Regions from separate parts of the Triticum aestivum genome. Here region 1 is linked to region 2. A link is a contact called in public Hi-C data. All regions are on one chromosome and are shown on one strand. The core of a region is the stretch at or near the end of the contact, and the rest is flanking DNA. Distances in the headings are between cores, read along the strand shown.

Region 1 (4,349 bases), core at 1,447-3,946, 320 kb before region 2:
CCTTTTTTCATGGTTTTAACAGCTTTGGCCAGTGCAGGGCAGAGGTGTCCTGAAACCAGATTCCAATTTGTTAGCAAGCAGTGCATTGAGCGCAACACTCTCAACAGGTTGCGCATGTGTAGAGAAGAGCGGAAGAGAGAGAGAGAGCATCACCATCTTTAACAGTAAATTCAACCCCCTCAGACTTGGACACAACAGTACCATCCTCGAGCCGAGCCTCATATTTCACTATACAATACAAGAAAGGTCAGTTACACAAATAAGGGGAATACATGCGATAGGAAGCTGTTTCAGTTAGCAAAGATTACCAAATACTTCATCAGGATCCTTTGGGTTCTCCCATTTATCTCCCTCCTTCAATATCTTCTTGAATATGCCACCATCTTTGCAAATGTCCCTGACACTGGTCCAAGAAAGCAGCTCAACATCGAACTGCAGCGTGGCATTGGCCGGAATAGTTGGAGGTGAACCAGATTCACCATAAGCCAATTCAGGAGGAATGGTGAAAAGAGCATTTTCCCCTTTCTTCATGGTCTTGATGCCTTGATCCCATCCCTTTATTACTTGACCTGGACATAAGTTGGCAACAAATTAGCAACTGAGTAACAAACATACACTAGAATGTGCAATCCCAAGTTCCCAACATCATGGAGCATATAGAAACAAACTTGCGGCAATTAACTTGTTATAATAAATGATGAGCATGACTAAACAAAGAACAAGATTACTCCCCATTGGCACTAAAATTTGCTGAACTAGCATTCAGTCGGTCATCAGCAACTTTTGTCAAGCAACTACAGTCCAGTATTTGTTCATGAATGGTGATGGCCTTGTGCACATTACTAAAGCTCAAATGCTCACGGGGAGTTGTTTAGCACACAAGCACACTAAAGGCCCCAAACAAACTTGCCTGTCAAATGAAGGATCGTTTAATAATTACCCAGTTTAATCAACTACAAGAAACCCCATAATTCTGTGTACCGCACCAGCCAAAGGTAAACATGTGCAGCACACTGTTCACAATCAAATCGTTTACAAGACCTTTCATCCAAAAACGAGAATACATGTATGTATAATAAAAATAAAGGGAGGAAGAAATGAACCTTGTCCCAGCTTGAACTTGAATGTGTCATCACGGTCACGGCTGGAGTCAAATTTTTTACCATCAAGGAGGGTGCCAGTGTAATGGACTGAAATATCAACACAATTGTACATCAGCCAAATATTACTTATCCAGATCCTCAGCCAACAGGATGAAGCAGTTTATACACTCCTATAAATACATAAATATAAATATACATTCAGATAAAACTCAGTTGGTGTTGATGGCGTTTCTGTCATCGGTCCTTTTTTACCATCCGATCTGCATCCAATGCATGTGAGGTAACTTCTGGTAATTTTGAAAAAGATCCCTGCCATTCTGCTACACATTTGCAGAAAACCCCTCAGTATCTCCAGATCAGCCCCATCCCTCCCCCACCTCGTCCAAAGAAGTAAGAGGAATAGATTTTGGTGAAACCTAACATACTTTTAGTGATATATACCAAAAATAGTATGTTTCTTTTTTCCAAGTTTGTGAACGTGTACCAGTCTATTTTGGATCCATCATAACGCACTGGCAATTTGCTAGTATACATAATCTGTTCAGGCGTGGAACAATAAGTAACACAGCAGCAACAGCAAAAATAATAAATTCCCCTAATGAGCACCTCCGTTAAAAAAAACTCTCGTCATCTCATTATTCAAGCGCTATCCGCCAACAAAAAAGTTAGTCATAAGTACACTTTCCACAGCAGGTCATAACCATGTGGTAGAGCTAGCAACAACGAACGATGCTTGAACACCTCAAGGATCGAACTAGCATAATGTCACATAAATGATTGGAACTTCAGACAATGTCACAGAAACGATTCAAACTTCACAGATGACAGCATGAGCGAAGCGGTCTGCAATTTACTACTGTACTTAGTTTCACCACTAACTACGCATCCCACAGTAAAACATCTTAGTAATTTCAAAAGTTCACAGACCATGTCACAAAAATGATTCGAACTTCACAGATGACAGCATGAGAGACGTCGTATGCAATTTTCTCCTAGTTTCACCACTAACTCCGCGTCCCACCAAAAGGCACCTCACTGATTCCAGAGGAGCGAACTGGCCTTTCACGCATCACAGCATCGATTCAAAATTGACACACTATACAGCGTGAGACAAGTTGTCTACTCGTACAAGTTTTTCTCCTAATTTGTCCACTAGCTCCGCACCACTCAACACTCCATCTTAATCCTAAAGCGGGACAAGGATTGGATCGAACTGCGACATGGCAACATCTGCGATTTGAGAGGAAAACTGTAGCAGTAGTAGTGCGGATACCTTCGACCTCGTCGCCGACCTCGGGGGTGTCCCACCCTTCGCCCTCCTTGAGCAGCTTCTTCTTAAGCCCCTGCTTCCCGATCTCCTTCTCCTCGCCCACCTTCATCCCCGGCCCTTCGGCGCCGCCGAAGTCACCCATCCCGTCCCCCATCATCAGGTCGTCGCCCGCGGGGATGTCGAAGTCGTCGTCCATGGCGTGGGATGGGTGGGATCTGAGGTTTGTGTCTTGGGGGAGGCGGAAGGGAGCTCGCTAGGGTTTGGACTTCGGAAGGTTCGAGAGCGAGAGAAAGAGAGAGCACGAGGGGGTGATGATGAGGGTCAGGGTTTAAAGAAGAGAACCAAATTGGGCTTCTAGAGTGTTCCGGGGGAAATTAGAAATGGAAAGTGAACGGCAGCGGCTGCTTCCAGATTTGGTGGGTAGCATCGTAAATTCGGAATCCTCCCTTTTGAGTGTGATCACGTAGTTACGTTTCATCAAATTCAAATCCCCACGCAAAGGCCATGCGTTTAAAGCTTGTCTTTCGCAGCCTCTCCATATTGTAGGATTTTCTATGAAGTTTGGAGAAATTTTAATTCAAAGGACCTTTTAGAAAGACCTTTGGGTTATAAGATTTATCAGATTCATAAATACTTTATATGCCCTCTTTCCATAATATGAGCTCAAATATCTTTTTTTTAACATAACAAGTTTTTTATTTCATTAGCAACACTTTACATAGAGGAGTGTGAATGTGCTCACACTTGACATGGAAATAACATCCTACCAAGGTAAAGACCTGTGTCTGAAGAAAGACACCTAACAGTGAGAGGCATATTCTGAATTTTGAGAGCTAGTTTTGCCTGATGGTGAGGCCTAATATTATAGTGCCTATTGACATGATTGGTCCTGCTGGAATGGAAAGCTGGGGACGACCGAATGGCCGCAAGGGTGGGCCTAATGCTCCAATGGCCTGCATCCTTGAAGATGGGTGTCGCCTTTGTCGCTGATGCCGAGACAAAACTATCCGTGTAGAAATATGGTTCTTGTAAATGAAGTGCTTCAGCTAGCATGGTAGCAGGATGCAATCCAAATGCTTCAGCCTGGAGGGGAGTCGATGCTGGTGGAGACAAAGCAGAGACATGCAGTTGTTGGCAATGTTGATTGCCTCCAGTTTGGGTGATGACGCCAATGCCCACTGGAGATGATTGGACATTTCCTTCATTTTTTCAAGCAGCATCATAAAAGATGGCATTACCCGCAAGCAGAAAAATATCCCGTTGTGGCACTACCTGTTGGTCTACCGAGCGAGTGGAGCGATGTTCGTGAGGAGTCAAAAACATATCTTCAAGCTTTGAGTCCTGCATGATTGCATTAGCTACAGAGAACACATGTGATGGTTTGCACAATTTTCTACCAAATAAAGCATCATTTCTTGCCTTCCAAATAGACCACAAAAAAGTGTATAAACTAGTGACTTTGATATGGGGATGAGCCGAAGTGAGCAAAGGCTAAATTATTTGAGGAGTTGAATGATGATTTGCTGCAATGACCTCTGTTCTAATGAACCAAGGAGAGGAGAACCATGCAGCTTTAGAGAAATGGCATAGAAAAAACATGTGCATTTCATCTTCTAAAGTAGCACATCTAACACATTCTTCTACAATATGTTAGGAGAACTTACTTGCCCTTTTACCAGTGGGAAGAGCTCGGTGAAGAAGCCTCCAAGCAAAAGTTTGAACTCTTGGCACCATTTGTTTTCCTTGCCATACCTGACTAAGAAGAGCAACAATCTTCCGGGGAACTATTTTTGGTCCCTGGTTAGCCGGTAGAGCAAGATTATTGAAACAATGTTTGCAAGCACTTTTTGAAGAGCAAGCACGTGCAGGTGCTAGTTTCCAAACAAGGACATCCTGCCCCGAAGAACTAATAATTGGAGTTTGTAGAACAACATTGGCAGTATGTGAAGTGAACAAAGAGTTGATTAAATCCACGT
Region 2 (4,568 bases), core at 1,723-4,222:
TGTAGAAGGTATTAGGACACTGTAAGGCTAGTCCAATTCTGCATGCCAATCGAGTATCTGATGCTCACGAAGGGCAAAGTAAAGTTGAAACACTGCGCAAAAAAAAAAGGAAGGAAAAGACATAAAGCAACAACCAGCAGCTATGCAGAAACAGAAGAACCTTCATCATAGTCATTACAAAGGACGAGTAACAATCATTTCATGCAGTATGCTGATTCACTGGGGCCATTCTCACATGTTCATCCTTAAAGAAGAGTGTCGGTGCTGTGGTGCAGGACATGTATGAATCAATTGCAATTACTACCAAACTATCTTAAAACTGATGCACGGTTGTGCATGGCCAACGAAACACTTCGACCATAAACTGATTTGAACACTTCAAACAGCTAACCATTTTCAGTATCACTTTGTCTTCGCAAATGTGCATTCTACAAAAAGGCGGAGCACTGTCAATCTCAAAAATTTGAAATCTCCCCTCATTAAGACTCATACTTATTCCAGACAGTGTTGTTCTTCTGTCCAGAAGACAACACAGGTACCTCAACCTTTCAATGGTAAGTGATTTTGCCTTGAGGTTAGCAAACACTATCTGTAGTCAGCCCTATCTCTACAACACAATTTCAAATCGTACAAGGTAGCATGGCTCCAATCTTTATTCTACATGAATTCTCATGGATCACAGAGTTGGTTCTAAATTCAACAGTGAAAGCACCTGGTCCACCTAGTCAAACACTGATGGGGCAGTGGATATTTCAATAATCTAATCTATGCAACCACAAAACTTAAATTCCTCTCAACTTACTGCATATTCCACCACTACTCTTCTTGTTAACCTTCACTATACTCGTCTATACAAATTTGACCACATTAGTTGAGGCTATCCAATGATCTTATTCACTGATCTTTCCTACCCAAAACAAATAAATCACTTGACCAGCATATCCAACAGTCCAACAGCATAACATTGTTTTATGTCACAGAATACAATCAGAAGACAGGAATCCTACCTGAAAATTCAGAACCTTTACCATGCAATTCACAGCACCCCACTAGACGGCATCTAATTCCTGGTTCATTCAGTTTCCTTCTAGTGACATCTCAACAATACACTTTTAGATCATACAAGGTAGCATGGGTCCAATCTTTATACTGAACTATCATGGAGCGCAGAGTTGGTTCTAAATTGAACAGTGAAAACACCTGGTCAAACACCAATGGATCATGGATATTTCAATAATCTTATCCATGCAACCACAAAACTTACCTTCCTCTGAACTTAGTGCCTACTCCACCACTACTTTTCTTGTGAACCAACACTGCACAATTTTGAGCACATTAGTTGAGGCTATCTGATGGCCTTATTCATTGATTCTTCCTACCGAAAACAAGTAAATCACTTGCCAAGCATATCAGTCACAGTCCAACAGCATAGCACTGGCGGCCTATGTCATGAAATACAATTAGAAGATAGGAGCCCTGCCTGGAAATTCAGAAACATTACCAAGCAATTCGCAGCGCCCCACCAGAATGCATCTACTTCCGGATCCATTCAGTTTCCTTTTAGTGACATCTCAAGCTGCTCCATCCTCCGGGCTAGGTCATGTTTCCCAAGATGCCGCAGCCCATCAACTACAACGTTAAAGGTTGGCGCCCGTGGCGCGAACCCAGCCTCATTCATCTCAAGAAGGTAGTTTGCAGCATCCAAGAACCGACCACCCCTCACACACATTTTGACAAGCATCACATACACAGGCCGATTAGGTGGGTGCCCCTTGGACTTCATATCACCAAAAAAGGCGAAAGCATCAGCGAAACGACCTGCCTTGCAGAGCGCCTTGACGATCGCCGCATATAGACTTGGGAAGGGCCGGTGGCCATCCTCAATAGCTGCATAGAACAATCTGAATGCCTCCTCAATTCGGCCAGCCTTGGCCACCGCCGGTAGCATCACTTTGTAAGTTGAGATATCTGGGCACATGCCACGACTGGAAGCATCGGCAAGAAGACCCACGGCGAATTCCACATCACCTGCATCGCAAAGCGCCTGGGCGAGCGAGTTGAATGTGGCCACGTCGGGGAGGACGCCCTCCTTGGTGATGCGGAGGGCGAATGCCTTGGCTTCCTCCAGGCGCCCAGCTCGGACGAGCCCGTCGACGAGGAGGTCCCGACCGCGCACCGGCGGCCGGAACCCGCGGGACGACATGTCGTCGAGGAACGCCTGCGCCTCCCGGAGCTTCCCCGACGCGCACCAGGCGTCGACGAGCGTGCTGAACGTGGCGCGGTCGGGGGCCACGCCCTTGCGCGCCATGCGGCGTAGCAGCTTGTAGGCGCCGGCGAAGTTGCCGTTGGCGCAGAGCGCGTCCAGAAGGGCGTTGTAGACCTCGGTGGTCTGCGGGCACCCGAAGTGGGGAAGGCGATTGAAGACCTCGACGGCCTGCTCGGCGAGGCGGGAGTGGCCGTAGGACGAGATAACCGCCGAGAAGGTTGCCGGAGAGAGGGGGAGGCCGAGCGCGCGCATGTCGGAGGCCTGGGTCCAGAGGTGGGTGAAGAGGCGCGCGCGGGCGAGCGGGAGGAGCAGCGCGTCGAAGTGATCGGCGGAGGGGGAGAAATTGGGCTTCGCCCGGAGCCACGCTAGGAAGCGGGCGGCGTGGAGGGGCTCGGAGGGGGCAGCGGCGCGGATGACGCGGAGCGCGAGGTCCGGCGGGAAGGGGGACGGCAGGCGGAGGCGGTTCAGGGTGCGCTCCAGGTAGAAGTCGCGCCGTACGATGGTGGAGAGGTGGTTGACCGCCGCGAAGTAGGCGTCCTTGGAGGTGGGGTGCTGCGGAAGCTCCTCGGCGCCGGCCGCGTAGTCGGGGAGCGTCGCGAGTCGGCGGAGGCCGAGCCGGTCGCCGAGGCGGCGGAGAACGGCGGCGGAGACGGAGGACGACATTTCTCGCCTCCCCTCGGCGCCGCGGCCACACCGAGATTCGGGAGCTAACGGTGGAGCTGGGCTTAGAAACGGAGGCCCATTCTGCAACTGGGCAAGTTATTGCAATGTACCGGGCTTAACTTTCTATTTTTCGGGCTAGACCGCACTGGCCCATTCGAGCCCATGTAACTAGGGTTTGTGGAGGGTATAAAGACTGCGTCGCCTTGCAATTCCAGCCCCGCCGCCGCTCTTCTTGCACCTCTCTCTGTGTTAGGGTTAGGGTCGTTCGCTCCCTAAGGTAGCAAGCAAGCTCGCAGACGAGCTCGCACCTCGTTTTCCCGGGTGATTTTATCCTCGTCGTCTGATTCAAACTCCTTCTGCTGGTTTTGCCCGACAGATCAGAGATGGCGGTGCCGCTTCTGACCAGGAAGATCGTGAAGAAGAGGGTCAAGCACTTCAAGAGGGCCCATAGCGACCGCTACATTGGCCTCAAGGTATCGACCGCTTCTGCCAGACTTCTATGCAGTGGATGTTGCAAGTGCCTCATGTCTTGATTGCTTCGTGCAGTTGATTTGACCCGGTTCTAGATCCCGATTGTTACGCATGTTGTAGTTTCAACTTTCAAAGTTCACCGTGGTTCATGGCCTGCTGTAGTATCTGGAGGTCTGTGGCGTTTTTTAGTATTATTAACTTGTGATTCGTAGTCGCTGTATGCCAAATTTACCACTTCGGCTTAGGCTATGTTACTGTGAAATGGTTTGTGTTGGAGTCGTTGATTCAGCACGAAGCGTATGTTGCTGTAGAAATTTGTTGTGTTTTCTGAAGGTGGAAACCATTTAGGATGTGAACAAGCACAAAGTAGATAACTGAACGATGCATGTTTAAATTGAAATTGTTTGTTGTGCTTGTACATCAAATTATCAATGAACATTAGGTTAAAAGATTATAGCAGACACTTAGCTGGGCATTTGTGTTTTCGTTTTACCTTGTTGTTTTATTGATGACTCCTTGAAGAAAGGAAGTGATGGCTTAGTAAAAGGTCTGAGTAAGAAAACATCTTCTTGAGCGAATATTTGGTTGAATGAAGAGGGCCCTAGCCCTTGCATTAGTATAGTACTGTGGCTGTCGCAACCTCTTCTACAGCAATTTATTCATGTCTTCATGAAGTGGGATGAATTAAAAAAAGGCGTGGGCTTCATTCTAAGTATGAATGCTTTGCTTAGACTTCTCCCAACACTTGTTTCCAAATGTGCGCTCAAGAAGTCATGTTTTCTGCATGATTAGTACCTTCTGTCTGATCCTTTCAGCTTAACTACTTCTACACTGTTATGTGACCTTGAGCTGAGCAGCATTTTCTTGGCTTGTTATTCTTCTATTTTGTGTTCTATGATCTTTTTTTGGTGCAAGTATACCCCCATACAACCAAAGCCAGCAAGTGATTTGTTGCTTTGCTCGATTATAATTATTTGTGTGTTGTCCGATGGTACAAGTATGGCTAGGAAACTTATTGTGTAGGATGGTAGCTGCTTGTAGTTTACCATTGTTTCTGAATGTCATAAAATTATTATTGTCCATTTTAGAGTCCACAAGGCGCAGGTGATCCTAGGTTGTTTGGTATTTTGTATGTGTTGAATCTTGTCTTTTCATCTCTTCTGGACCT

The links. Hi-C and Micro-C count contacts between places; a contact is called where the count stands out from the background.
Region 1: a Hi-C map of leaf shows a contact between it and region 2, with 10 times the contacts expected there. The contact joins the promoter of LOC123165657 here to the promoter of LOC123169985 in region 2. A contact is called at or near these places in 3 of 5 Hi-C or Micro-C datasets (all in leaf).

What each region holds. Positions count from the first base shown.
Region 1 is chr7D:234,782,394-234,786,742 of IWGSC CS RefSeq v2.1, reverse strand. LOC123165657 (70 kDa peptidyl-prolyl isomerase-like) reads right to left here and starts at 2,696. Exons shown (of 13, transcript XM_044583349.1): 1 at 2,377-2,696; 2 at 1,104-1,190; 3 at 309-569; 4 at 154-228; 5 at 1-49. The coding sequence starts at 2,569.
Region 2 is chr7D:234,466,223-234,470,790 of IWGSC CS RefSeq v2.1, reverse strand. LOC123169985 (pentatricopeptide repeat-containing protein At5g18390, mitochondrial) reads right to left here and starts at 2,972. Exons shown (of 2, transcript XM_044587834.1): 1 at 1,502-2,972; 2 at 1-92. The coding sequence starts at 2,929. The coding sequence ends at 1,550. LOC123169987 (60S ribosomal protein L32-1) reads left to right here and starts at 3,015. Exons shown (of 4, transcript XM_044587836.1): 1 at 3,015-3,206; 2 at 3,306-3,402. The coding sequence starts at 3,313.